Regions from separate parts of the Hordeum vulgare genome. Here region 2 is linked to region 1. The links are chromatin contacts, called in public Hi-C maps. All regions are on one chromosome and are shown on one strand. The core of a region is the stretch at or near the end of the contact, and the rest is flanking DNA. Distances in the headings are between cores, read along the strand shown. Region 1 has its middle 180 kb from the start of LOC123409324. Region 2 holds the start of LOC123409324.

Evidence for each region. A called contact is a pair of places that touch in the nucleus more often than the background predicts.
Region 2: a contact with region 1 is called in a Hi-C map of seedling, with 4 times the contacts expected there. The contact joins the promoter of LOC123409324 here to the enhancer-like site in region 1. A contact is called at or near these places in 1 of 6 Hi-C or Micro-C datasets (seedling) and 1 of 1 datasets of contacts at active chromatin or transcription factors (embryo).

The regions. Positions count from the first base shown.
Region 1 is chr7H:398,113,016-398,120,401 of MorexV3_pseudomolecules_assembly, forward strand. No RefSeq gene overlaps it. Among protein-coding and RNA genes, the nearest start is that of LOC123409324, 180 kb to the right of the region's middle. Within about 2 kb of position 4,441, at least 3 of the 3 cell types and tissues checked have open chromatin away from gene starts, as enhancers often do. A contact at or near this core is called in seedling, where this site is marked.
Region 2 is chr7H:398,293,755-398,301,140 of MorexV3_pseudomolecules_assembly, forward strand. It overlaps LOC123409324, which reads left to right and starts at 2,646. Exons shown (of 11, transcript XM_045102258.1): 1 at 2,646-2,996; 2 at 3,080-3,153; 3 at 4,596-4,663; 4 at 5,362-5,432; 5 at 5,592-5,807; 6 at 7,093-7,256. The coding sequence starts at 2,661.

The DNA of each region.
Region 1 (7,386 bases), core at 3,191-5,690:
ATGTTTTGTCTAGCCCCTGGTATTTTTGGTTGCAATAGAAATGCTTGTTTAGGTGTTGTTTGACTACTCTCAAGTTGCTAGAAATAGTGCTGATTTGGAGGAGCTGAAATCTGTTATATTTTGTTGTTGTCTTGTCTTGCTTCTATCTTTTGATCTGTAGCTCTTTTGAGGTTGGTGCAATGGAGTTAGTTGTAGCCCTTGTGTTTCTCTAGCATGCTGTGAATTTTCATGCCATTTGGAGTCATGTAGCTATTGGTTTTGCTTCTGTAAATATGGCTTCAGATCGAAAACTGCACTTTCATGAGGTGCAATTTTCACTAAGTCTGAAATAGTGTGTGAGATGCTATGTTGTGACTTCTTTCCCTAGTGATCCATGATGCCATGCTAGTTGTTGTTAGTTGTTTGTAGTAGTGGTTCTTGCCCACTTTCGTGTCATGCCTTGTTTGAGCATATCGGAGTTGTTAGCTCGTAGTTGTGGGGTGTAGAAAATGCTATGTGGCTGACTTTGGCAGATTGTAGTGATTTCTCGTATTGCTCGTAGATGTTGAAACGTAGCTCCGATTTGGTCGTGTCCTATATGAAACCTTCTTAGAATCTCATGAAGTTTAATTTTCTCTTGTTGGTTGTATGTTTTGAAGTGCTCGTGAACGTCGTTGCGCACATATTGCATTCATGTCATCATATCTTGCGGTGCTTGTATCTTTTGAACCGTAGCTCCGTTGGAGTTGATCTCTATGTGTAGATTGCTTGTCTTGACGCGTAGAATCCCGTGAACCTATTTGGTTTGCTGTTTAATAACTAATTAAATGTGTTAATTCAGATCTGGACAGAATTGTAAATTAACATCTGAGGTCGTCTCGGAGATGCTATATGTCATTTCCGACCTCGTTTAAAATGTCTAGATAGGTAGTTTAATTTCTGCTTCACCTCTTGCCATGTTTAACCACATTTAATATTGTCGTGTGCCTAATCGGGATAGAACTAAATAAATAAACGTGGAGTTTCGTCAATATGCAACTTGTTGCATATTGAACTTCACTTAAGGTGTAGTGTTTGTTTGTGTGAATTGACATGCCGTGACTTGCATGTATTCAGCTGCTCATGCATCATATGTGTTTTGCACCGCGTGTTGAATTTCGTGTGTTGATGCTTGTTTCCGGTTTTCCCCGTCTCGATAGAGTTCCGCAAGCGTGTCGGATGTGAGGACTCGTTCGACTACGTCGGTTCGTCTGCTTCACGGAGTCATTCTACTTCCAAGCAGGATCTCAGGCAAGATGACTATTTCCCCAGATACCATTACTATCATTGCCATGCTCGTTTATCGCTTCTATCGATTATGTCTCGTTGCCTACCACATGTTAAATATCATCCTCTCAACAATGCCATGAAAACCTTCAACCTGTTCGACCTAGCAAACCACTGATTGGCTATGTTACTGCTTGCTTAACCCTGTGTTAGCGTTGCTAGTTGCAGGTGCAGCAGCTTCCATGTGAAAAACATGGGTTCCTTGTCATATATACTTGGTAAAGGGTGGAAGGCTCGGCCTTTCTAGCCTGGTGTTTTGTTGCACCTTTGCCCCCTTAGTTTCGGCTACCGGTGTTATGTTCCATAAACGAGAGCTCCTAACACGATTGGGGTTGTTATGGGAACCCCCTTGATAATTCGTTTTAGATTAAAGCTGGTCTGGCAAGGCCCAACTTTGGTTCTACATTTGCCCAACATAATAATTTTGATAACACTGAAATGCATAGGGAGTTAGCGCTACCCGAGGAGTAATTTTACATAAACAGGGGGGAGTGCTGATGGTGTTGGTCCCAAAAGGACAGACTGCGGGGCCACCATGGGGCAACTCGAGGTTTGGTACCTGTAGGCTTTTCCATCCGTCGTGTCCTGAGAACGAGATACGCGGCTCCTATCGGGTTCGTCGACACATCGGGCGGCCTTGCTGAATTACTTTTCCACTAGGGACTTTGACGAGATATCTTGTGCATGGGGATTCTGGTGATGCTTTGGGTAATCTCAGAGTTCAGGTTTTCCACTAGGGAATCCAACGAGATCCCGAGCTTCGTGATTGAGGATTTCTATGTGGCTTGTGGTAATTTGTGATGGACTAGTTGGAGCACCCCTGCAGGGTTAAATCTTTCGGAAAGCCGTGCCCGCGGTTATGTGGCAACGTGGATGCTTTGTTTAACACTGGTTCTAGATAACTTGAAGTCAACTTAATTAAAATATGCCAACTGTGTGTGTAACCGTGACTGTCTCTTTCATGAGTTCCTTCTCCGATCGAGGACACGGTGGGGTTATGTCTGACGTAGGTAGGTGTTCAGTATCATTCATTTGATCATTCGTAGTTCACGTCCGTTATGCGTAGATCTTCCCCCTCTTATTCTTGTACTCGTAAGTTAGCCACCAAATATATGCTTAGCCGCTGCTGCAACCTCACCACTTAACCATACCTCACCTATTAAGCTTTGCTAGTCTTGATACCTTTGCAAATGAGATTGCTGAGTCCCCTGTGGCTCACAGATTACTACAACGCCAGTTGCAGGTACAGGTAAAGGTTACTTGACGCGAGCGCGTTGATTGTTCATTTGGAGTTGCTTCTTATTCTTCTTCTTCGTCGATCTAGGATGGGTTCCAGGCCGGCAGCCTGGGATAGCAAGGATGGACGTCGTTCTTCTTTTGTCGTTTGTTTTCGTCCGTAGTCGGACCCTGCTCTTACTCTTGATGTTTATGTAATGTACTGTTGTGACTCTGATGTAGCTTGTGACGAGTGTAAGACAATTATATATATATATATATATATATCTTCTTTTCAGTACATGTACTTGTAACTATATCCATACTTGCGACACGACGAGATGCGCTTCTATCCCTGACGAGGCTTTCGTGCCAAATTGAGGATAGGGTCGCATCTTGGGTGTGACATAGAGGCTTTTCATCGCAATGTTGGGAGGCTTGACATAATAGGTGGTCGTCAACGAGACATAGCGATAGAAACGAGACAACTAGCGTAGCAATGATAGACGAGATCATCTTGCCCGAGATCTCGCTTGGAAGAAGAATGTATCCATGAAGTAGACGAACCAACGTAGTCCAACGAATCCTCACACTCCAAAGCGGTTTGGAACTCTGTCGAGAAGAAATAATCTGAAAACAAACAATCAACACATTATAAACACCACAACATATGCATGACATTCGAACGAATCCTCATACTCCCAAGCGGTTCGGAACTCTACCGAGAAGAAATAGGCTGAAAACAATCAATCAACACATGATAAACACCACAACATATGCATGACATGATGCAAAACACATATGATGCATGTTCGGTTTAGTTATGCAAGGCATGACACTCACAACAATCAAATACTACACATTCAGTGAAGCTCAATATACAACAAGATGCATATTGATGAAACTCCACATTTTGATTACTTAGTTCACTCTCGTATAGCTACACGACCGTGTTAAATGTTGTTAAACATGTCAAGAGGTGAACCATAAATAAACTACACTATCTAGGCATTTCAAATGAGGTCGGAAACAACATATAGCATTTTCGAATGACCCCATATGTTAATTTTGAAATTGGTCCAGATCTGAACTAAAGATGTTTTATATCTATTAAACATCAAAATAAAGTGGTCCATGTGATTCTAAACTTCATTCTAGTTGATTTACATATATATATCATTTAAAACGAAGATAAGGTCTAAAAGATATGATCCTCACAAGATAATATGTCATGAATCCAAAATGTATGCAAATAACAGCCACAAGCATGTTTTCTTGGATGCAAAAAGATATTCCAAAACTATATGAAATTCTAGGCAAGTTAAATAAGGCCGGAATAACGAATAACAATTCCGTAAAGTCCCCATATGCAAATTAAGTTTTTTGTATTTTTCTGCCTCTAACAGAATTTTAGAGTTGTTAAACATTAAAATAAATGCCACCATGTTATTCTACATATTTTTCTAGTCAAGTTACATAAGTGTATCATTTTAATCAGAGCTATGGTTAATTAGTTATGAATTCAATCGTTTTAACATGTCATTTATGCAAATTAAATGAAAACATCAAGTTAAATATTTTAAACATGCATGAAAGTTGAAAATTATTAATCTACACAAAATTCTACATATTTTACATATCTAAATTATTCTAATCGGATGTAGAGTTTTCAATCATGCATTTTTTTGTAATTAAAAATGCATTGGCTAATTGACAAATTTGCAAAGATGAAAAAGGTCAACGGGCCAAATCTGCTACTACTCGGCAAACGATCTGGGCGTCATATAACAATACAGCGCACGCGGCACAGAATAACGTGGCCGGGCAGAACTCACTTTGGGTCAGGCCTTAGGGAGTGGAGCAAGCTCGCGAGCAAGGGGAAGTTGGCTCACCTAGTGGGCCTTGGACCGAGCTCGGTGGCGAGACAGGCCGATGCGAGGGGAGGCGTCATTGGCCTTGGGTGGCGCGACCCAAATAAGCGCATGTAGGGGCGAGGCGAGCGTCGTCTCCCCCGCGTGTGCTGTAGGGAAGCAACCATGGCGGCGGGTGCAAGGCAGCGCGACAGCAGGGCAGCTCGGCGAGGTCGTGGAGCACGGGAATGGGAAGATCCGGTTGTGGCTCACTGGATCTGGCTGGCCCGCGGTTGGGGACGACGGAGACCTGCGGCAACGGGCAGTTGGGCGCGACGAGGAGCCCGGGGCGGCCATGAGGGAAGTGGGGGCGGGGTGATGGGCGGCGGCTCGGCTCGTCTGGCTGCGCGGGCGCAGGCGGAATGGCGGGAGCCAGCGACCTGGCAGCTGGGCGAGGCCATGGCTGCAAGCGCAGCCAACAGCGGTGCACAGCGGGACGAGCGCTCATGGGAGGCTGGCGGCTATGGTCGCCCGGACATGTCCGGGTTGGCCGCGGATAATGTCCGTGGTGGGTTTTTGGGTGATTTTGGGCAATTTGATGGGATCCTATGGTCCAAATTATGCGGGGTAGGATTTCGGGGGAGAGAGGTTTGGAGGGCTAGATGGGGTGGCTGCAAATTTGTTTAGGGAGAACCCTAGTGGAGTTAGAGCCTCTCTCGACAAGGTGGGTTAATATAGAGAATGGTCTACGGGGGGTTGGACCTCGTCTGTCCGATCGCGATCCAAAGGCCACGAACGGAGGGATGGGCTAGGTGGGTCTAGTGGGATGTGCAGATGGGCTTGGTGGGGATGAGAGGGAAGGTTGTGGCCCATGGAAAAGTTCTTAAACACTGTAAACGTCTGACAATTTGACTAGTTATAGTGTCGCTATATATTTAACGGTTCGAGTATCAAACGAACTCCGATAGCAATGAAATTTGGCAGACGGCCTACCTACACTATAATAAGACCGCGCACCAAATTTCAACCCAATCCGAGAATGTTTTAGATGAAATTTTAAAAATAATTATTTAATTATGTCGTGGGTGCGTGCGTGTGCGGTTGGTGTCGAAACGGTTAACGACAAAACGGAGAGAACCGACAGCTAACAACGGATGCAAGTTTTGAAAAATATGATACAACGTTTTGCAGATGCAATACGGACGATACGCATGATGCGATGATGAATGCAACAACCAAATAAATCACATGGCGACAATGAAATAAAAGGGTAATCTTCTCGAGCGTCGCTTCCGGGCTCATACAAAAGTGCTATTGAAATTGGCCATAATCCCGTGCAACATTCTTGAACTAGAGATATTCAAGTTAGACATCGTTTCATTCCTGATTATGTTGGTAAAGGAGATATTGATATCAAGCATCTTCATATCGAAAAACAATTGGCCGATATCTTTACCAATCCACTTGATGAGAAAGTGTTTTGTCACTTGAGGAGTGAGTTGAAAATCATTGATGCTTCAAACTTGAGCTAGACTCACTCAGCTGCATGTAAGGGCATGAGCTTACTTGATTACTCTATGATGCAGTTGATATTTCAATATGTTATATCTTGGAAAACTATGCTCCCTTGTATTGCATCTAACCTTTTGTAGGTACTTGGAAGAACCACACTTCACAAGATTGCCATCTACTCACATCAAAAGAAATATTGTCATGGCCAAGTATCAACAACCCCTCCTTAGGAGATGGAGGAAGAAGATAACAAAATCATATCCTTGAAAACTATTTTATGAATAAATTCACTCTTGTCATTTGGGTATATTATGTTCTTCCTTGCATGACTAACCTATATAGGTTAAAACCGAACCAAAATAACAAGGATAGCTCCCAACTCAACATGGTCTTCATCAACATTGAGCATCTACAACAAGTTCACCTACATGCCACGTCATGAACATCATTCGAAGGTATGTACTCATATCCTTGATAGAGCTTTACACCAAGTCACGAGGTAAAGCAACACAAGTGCTATGAAGACATTAAAATGCTTAACGAAAAATGGTAACCTCATTTTGCGCTTAATGATGAGCTGTAATGCCCAAGATGCGGTCATATCCTTATTTTGGCGCGAGTGCCTCGACAGGGATAGAAATGCATCTCGTCGTTTCGCAAGAATGGACATCGTTACAAGTACATGTACTGAAAAGATGAGTATAAGGAGTTGGCTTACACTCGCCACAAGCTACATCAGAGTCACATCAATGCAACAACATAATCAGTCATCATGAAGAAGAGGAGGGTCTGACTACGGACGAAAACAAACGATAAAAGAACGACATCCATCCTGCTATCCCAGGCTGCCTGCCAGAACCCTTCCTAGATCGAAGAAGAAGAAGAAGAAGAACTACAAAAGCACAATCATCACGCTCACGTCAAAGTATCACTTTACCTATACCTGCAATTGGTGTTGTAGTAATCTGTGAGCCACATGGACTCAGCAATCTCATTTCCAAAGGTATCAAGAGTAGCAAAGCTTAATGGGTGAGGTATGGTTAAGTGGTGAGGCTGCAGCACCAGACTAAACATTTATTTGAGATGCCTAACTTACGAGTGCAAGAACAAAAGAGGGGGAAGATCTACGCATAGCGTACGTGAGCTACTCATGATCAAATGAATGATCCTGAACACCTACTTATGTCAAACATAACCCCACTGGGTCCTCGATCGAAGAAGGATCTCACGAAAGAGACAATCACGGTTACGCACTCAGTTGGTAAGTTTTAATTAAGTTTACTTCAGGTTGTCTAGAACCGGATGATAAACAAAGTTTCCACGTTGCCACATAATCGCGGGCATGGCTTTCTGAAATATCTAACCCTGCACGGGTTCTCCAACTAGTCCATCACAAATTACCACAAGCCGCATAGAAAACCTCAATCACAAAACTCGTGATCTCCTCGGATTCCTTAGTGGAAAACCTCAACTCTGAGATAGTCCAAAGCATCACCGGAATCGC
Region 2 (7,386 bases), core at 1,396-3,895, 180 kb after region 1:
CGTCACAGGAGGAACGCGGCGGACGCAAGGGACGAAGCAGTGGCCGCCGTGGCCATAACTGTCGTAGCAGCGGGAGGATAACGCTGCAACTGCTGCACGCATTGCGGAGGCAACAAGGGAGGCACTATTGTACCTAGGGTAAAACCCTGGATAGCATAGACTCGTCTGCATTCTCTAGGATGGCATTGCTAGAGTCGCCCCCATGCATCGGCGACTCAGTTGATCCCCGGCTTCCACATCACCAGCAAGCCTCCCGCCTCTCCGGGGAATGCTCGCCGGAGGTGAGCGTGTTGGCGCCATCCACACCCGCGCCCATCGACCTTAGCGCCATACGGTTGCCGGTGGCTCGTCATCCGATGGGCCGAGGAAACACGTGCGTGAGATGTGAGCCGACATGCTCTCCATAGCCCGCAACCTGTTCGACAGAATGCCAACAGCCGTCCACGACGAGAGGGCCAACCGCTTCATGCGGATCATCATCTTTGAGGGTGCTGCAGCGGCCGAAGGTGGTGCTGCCGCGGCTGCGGCTGGCTACAATCCCAAAGAGATCCAAAGCCAGGACGGGCGAGGCATGCCGTTCACGCCGTCAGCCTATGACCAAGCTGGCATGCATCCCACCTTCATGCAAGATCAGGTCGGTCTCGACCTGGATGGCTTCCCGCTCGACCACGTGTTTTCTGGATGACTATGACCTCGAGGAAGAGGATGAGGTGGATATCGACGGGGAGCCTTTGTTCAAGGACGAGCTCGCGAACCAAGCCGACGGGGTGCAGCCCAAGCGAAAGAGTAGGCGAACGAAGGGATACACAACGGTCGAGGACAAGCTTCTTTGTGAGTGTTGGTGGGACATTGAGCACGACCCCAAGGTCGGCGCCGAACAAAAGGCATCAACCTTTTGGATTCTTGTCCATAGTGAGTTTCACGAATGCAAGAAGTGTCCAATGAGTGATATCTATGACGGAGAGCGCCATCCTTTTTGTATGCCGGCAAGTGTGCTGGCATGACCACGACAGTGATGGCATGGTCGAACTCCCGCCCCTTTTTTTGTGCTCGCATGTGTGTCGGCCGCTGGCAAGTGTGTCAGGATGAACTGTGTGATGTTTTCTAAAGCTGGCATTGTATGCTGGCTGCTGGCATGATGTCGTCATGAACTTTGGACGACGACCCTTTGCAAATGTGTGCGCGGACATAAATAGGTTGCGGGCGTTGTACGCATTGCCGATCCAAATCTTAAATAGGATGGACGTCGAATGGGCGACCGACCCAAACGGACAAAAAACGGATAAAAGCGGCGTCCGTTCGGGTCTGCGCGTTGGAGTTGCTCTAGTTACGTATAAAAAAGGACAAGCAAACATGTGTGCAAACCGATGCGAGATGTTGCATGACAAATTAGGCGGCTGCTACAAATTAGTAGGCTGGTCTTAGGAAAAGATCAACCGCTCGACTAGCCGTTCGATCTATTGCGTGTAGCCGCTCGATCTCATGCTCACAGGAATGCAACGCCTGCATCTTCCTCCTTTCACAACATCCCTAGCAGCCCGATGATGCTCCTTGAAGCACCCTGAGGGCGCGGCGTGGCTCCACTGAAACACCAATGGCTCAGGAATGCTTCATCGCAACACCGGCAACCCCCCGGCGATGCTCCATTGAAGCACCGACAGCTCCCGATGATGCTTCACCGCAACACCGGTGCCCCGGCGATGCTCCATTGAAGCACCATTGTTGCAGCACCGTCTTCGTCGAGCAGGCCATGGATGCTGCATTGCAGCACCGTCGCCGATGAGCAGCCCATGGATGCTCTATTGAGCTTCATCGCCAATCGCCCCTCGATTCCAACTATGGATATTGTGTTGCGATGCACTGTCTCGGCAGCGACGACGACGACACTCGATTCAACGGAGAAAAAGGGGAGGCCGGGCTGCGGGGAGGCGAAAGGCAAACGACCTGGTCCGTGGCCGCGCCACATCTTGACGAGAGCGGGGAAGGGAAAGGGAGATGACGGGGTCCGACGGCCGCGTCACATCTTGATGGGAGTGTGCGAATGAAAGGGGGAAAGGGGTTGGCTCGATCTAGAAGAAGGGCCGAGTGGAGGGATAAGATGATAACAACAGGGTAGGGGTCCCGGGACCACCGGCCAACGTATCGCGCGAGCGATCCAACATATTTCTTTAAGAAATCAGTCGATTGAATCTAAACATTTTTCGACAAATTACGTCCGAACAACTATGTATCAACACGTGATTTGAGGTACGGCATCGACCCCACCCACGGTAGTCTACCCAGTCGACTTAGAGCAAGTACAATAGAGCTGAGTCAGCTGGCTATAAGGAATAAAGTAATATATTTTTGTTTAGTTAGAGAAAAGAGAAGAGGAGAGAGAAGGTAAGCGGGCTCTTAGCTAAGAGCCAGCTCTACCACGTGCTCCTAGGCATTTTGTGAATATAAAAGGTGAACCATATAATAAAGAAGTAGTACACTTTTGCAATGAACTATTATACATGAGTAAGCTATAGATGACATGTCAATGGTTTATAGCGAGCAATTGGCTATACTACTTGCTCTTATGCTGGATGCCCTCCCGGATCATGTGCCGACATCCATGGTCGATCGGAGGGATGCTAGCCTAGCCGAGCACGAGACCTGATAGGCACGTCGGTAAAATGGGCAGAGCTCACGCTCACGGGGATCCACAACCTCCACGCATTCCCCCCTCTCTCTCTTCCTCGTTCGCTTGCTGGGCCCCACTTCCCCTCCACGCGGTACGCGGTCCGTCGCAACCCCCATACCTTTCCGTTCCGCCGGCCCATCGCCCGTCGCCTCCTCGCGCACCCAGCCGAGGAGACTGCCATCATGGCGGCCGCCTCAGGCTCAGTCGAAGAGGAAGGAGGACTGAGGGCGGAGGAGTCCCCGTCCGGCGGCGTCGACGTCTGGAGCGACGCCGTCTCCTCCCATGCCCCGGAACACCTCCTCGTCATGGTCCACGGCATCCTCGGCAGGTGCGTGCGCCGTCCCCCTCGACCGCGTGTTTTTTGCGCCCAGTGTCGGTTCACGAATTTGATCCAACATCTCGTGCTCGTAGCTAGGCTACAAATCTGTTTCGCCCGGCGGCGGCGTGGCGCCGGCGCGGAATGGACCAGTGACGGAATGGAATCCGTAAGTAATGCGGGGCATTGCCTGTGCCGTCGGGCATGCTAAGTTGGTAAACATGGGATTCGGCGGAGTCAGTTGCGGCTCAACCACCACTTACTGCAAAACAAGAACTACTCTACTAGTTACTGCGATTTGTCAAATTGGAGGGCAAGCGTGTGGTGATGCCCTTTGAGTTGTATTGTTCAGTGCTTTTCGGTCAAATCAGAGTATGATGCGGCATGTTCGGTTGAGTTTGTTCAAGCACCTGATGATCTGTTTGGAGTAGGAAGGATGGTGCCAAATTATCTTTGTTCCTTTAGGATTTTACCCGACAACACGGTTTGTTACTGAAAGAAGAAGGCTCAGTATAGCCCTATGCTCGATGATCTGCCAATAGAAAAGATCAGTATCCACCCATTCAGCTCAGTCAATCACCTGCTGTTTGTTCGTTATGCTAGGCCACACCTCTGACTCTTCATGGCCAGCTTGCGCTCGGCATTGTTCAAGGAATTAAAATACTAAGAGGGTGCTTGGATACGTTTTAGTCCCATGACTAAAAGTAGTGAGACTAAAACTTGCTAGCCTCACCCATGCTTGGATCCAAATACTAAAGAGACTAAAATCAAGTTAATGAGCATTTATTATCTTCCAAACCCTCCAATTCAGAACTTGCCTGAGGAGTTAAATGAGGAGAGAGAGGACTAATGCACATTTTAGTAGGGGTACCCCTGACTAAAAGATTTTAGCCTCAAGACTAGTTTTAGTCTCTCTTTAGTCAGGGGTGCTTGGAACTTTAGCCTCTTAAAGAGACTAGTTTTAGTCAGACTAGTTTTAGTCCCTTGGATCCAAGCACCCTCTAACAAGTTTGAAGTTACCGCTATCGCTTATTGGAATTGTTCTTTAACCCTTGGAACAGCCAAGTAAACGCTACTAGGTTACAAATAAGATTGTTTGCATGCTCTGTTGAGACGAAGTCCAGTTCTTAGTTACAGCTGGTCGTTGATCTTTTCATTTCTCAAAAATGGCATCTAGCTGTGCTTCCTTAAGTGCTTGCTGTTCAAGTGTATATGTGGATTGCCTAGCCCTTTCCATCAGTTCGGACTTTTGGTTGCGTTGGCTAGTGCATGAAGCTTAACATGGTATCACGGTCTAAGGTCTTGAGTTAAGTCCTGGCTTTCGCAGTTTATTCAAAATTGCTGCCGCCCCCTATCTGTCCATGTATAGGCCCCTTGAGCCATACCTCTGAGTTTGTCCACGTGTTGACTTTCCGCTTTACACGTGAGAGGGGGTGTTCAAGTGTATATGTGGATTGCCTAGCCCTTTCCATCAGTTCGGACTTTTGGTTGCGTTGGCTAGTGCATGAAGCTTAACACTTGCCAAGTTTGTGTTTTCATTTCTGAACTCATAACCCCTTCTGCTAAGATCTTCTCTTATTGATCTGTATGTTTATCTTTTCCTTTGAGCAGTACCAATGACTGGCAATACGCAGCCAACGAATTTGTAAAGCAGCTTCCTGATGATGTAATTGTGCACTGTAAGTTACTGGATTTTGTGCTTTAACCAACTACACAAGCTAGTTTGCCTAATTTTCGTGCTTTATTTTTTAAAATTGTCCATGCCACTCTATAATTAATTTGATAATAATCAATAAAAATGTATGTCTGTTTGACAAAAAGTAAATAAGAGACCATTGGGCATTTTGTTCATCATTTTCTTTAACATGCCTAAAACTTAATTGAAACCGCCTTTTTATATTGACGAGTATATCTCAATTTTTTCTTGACATGTGACTGTCACAATGATGTTTAGTCGTAGATCTGTTAGCGTTGCTCCGTTCTGAACTATGGATAAGGATACTAGGATACTTACCCAGAAATGGTTTAACATAATGTTAGTTGGTAAGCTGTGTGCGCGTGCACATGTGTCATGTGTGTATCTGAATATTAATTAGTAGTCAATTACTGGGATGTTCTTGACAAGGCTGCGTTAAAAATGTATATTTCAAAATAAAATATATCGGTATAAACATGATTTTTTATGGGATAACTAACACCATGGTCTAGATAGAACTAATATTTTTGCATTTTCCAACCACAATGTTGTACCTGATATACCATGATTGAATGCAAACTTGGAACCCTTTCTGAATTTGTAACTTCAAGGGAAACTTGGTATTCTATAAGTTTACTCATTGAGATTGTGTTATTTAGACTTGTTTGTTCAACTTTGCAGGCAGTGAGAAAAACATGAACACCTTGACTCTAGACGGTGTCGATGTTATGGGAGAACGCTTAGCAGATGAGGTAATTGCCATATGCTACAGATGATTTGTGCTTGAGGGGCTAAATATATAGAGGCTAGCTGATTCACCATACTAATTTCTCTATTGAAAGGTTTCTGCGATTCAAAACACTATTACTGATTTTTGTATTGAAATGTGCATTTGTTCTCTTCTTACTCAGGTTCTTGATGTAATTAGTCGAAAGCCAGAGCTCTCCAAAATTTCGTTTCTTGCACACTCTGTTGGAGGCTTAGTAGCAAGATATGCAATAGCAAAACTTTATAGACATCCAAATAGCACGTTTGACAGCAAAGCTGAAGGAACCATATGCGGGTTGGAAGCGGTGAACTTTATAACCGTAGCAACGCCTCACCTTGGTTCTCGAGGAAACAAGCAGGTACTTGGTTGACTGTTTTCCCCTTATTTTTTCACCTTGACTTTCATGCGAGTTCAAATTTATTTATTTGAAACAGTGCGGATGATACCTGTTTTCGAACTAATACATAGCCATTTGCTCATTTATATCCCAGTATTCTTATGTCAAATATCTGATTTTGCATGCCTCATATAGTCGTATACTCCATCCATTACAGTTTACAAGCCCCTCTCGTTTTTTGAGTCCAATTTTGTCCACCAATTTCATTTAACCAACAGAATATTAGATATGTGCCACAAGAAGTATGTCACTGAATTCACATTTGAAAGAAGTTTCCAATGGTACACTTTTGTGGTGATTTACTCATATTTTGTTAGTTAAATCCATGGCCAAAGTAATACTCAAATACAAGGAGGCCTTGCAAACCGAAACAGAGGGAGTATTAAAGTTTTGGATACATATAACAGATACTTGAGTACTAGATGTTTACAGTTTGTTTTCATTTGCTTCAATGCATTTGATGTACATTAAATGGCCCCACAAGGGATGCCCAATCTTCCAAGGTTTTGGAGGGGGGAAAAGGAGAAAAGGGATTTTAACCTTTTCTTATAATAAGAAACTTCCAAAATTGTTGCAATGCCTCTGAGCACTTGCCCCTCGAAGATCTAAAAAATTCTCCTCTCAAGACTATCTTGGGTACTTCTCGCAATAGATTGTTATCCTACACAGTTTTGTTTTCATTGGCTTAAAAGCGTTTGATATACATAGAAGGGCCCGACATCGACTGCCAATATTGTGAACCTGCACAGTTTTGTTTTCATTAGCTGTGATACACATAGAAGGGTCCCACAGGTGCTGCCAATATCTCCCAGAATTATGGAGGAAGAAAGAGAAGTGTTCCTATTACAAGAAAGTTACAAACTGTTGTCATGTCTCTTGGCTCTTGCCTTCAGGAGATCTACAATAAAATCCTGCGGAACTTCATTTTGAAACAGCCTCATGGATGAAACCTGCACTCAGGCAGGAGTTGACACTTGACAGATGGAAATCACACTTTCTACTTGCTTGTTCACTGAATCATTTTGTTGACTTATATATCTACGATTTTGGAACAGTTTATTGGATAAACAAACCTTTTTAGTTGATTTGTGCTGACTTATGAATCTAGTGATATTATCAGACTCTAAACGCGCATTGCTTGTTTGCTTTTATGCTCCAGATTATATGCCTTCCTTCCTTCCATGAGCTATTGGTAGAGCAACCATATATATTCTTTGTTTGATGTGACATTCTTCACTGTTATTAGGTTCCACTCCTCTTTGGATTCATTACAATCGAGAAGGTTGCTTCTCGTGTCATCCATTGGATATTTAGGAGAACTGGGAGACATCTTTTTCTTACTGATAGTGCTGAGGGAGAACAGCCACTGTTGCAGTGTATGGTTGAAGATTATGGCGATCTTTACTTCATGTAAGGTTTATGTTGCCCGTCGGTTTCTTTTGTATCACTTCCAATTATGTCTATTTCTCTTGCGAATAATATTTTGTTCATTCTGGCTTGTATGGTATGTGATATCTATACTAATTCTGGGTAACTTAAT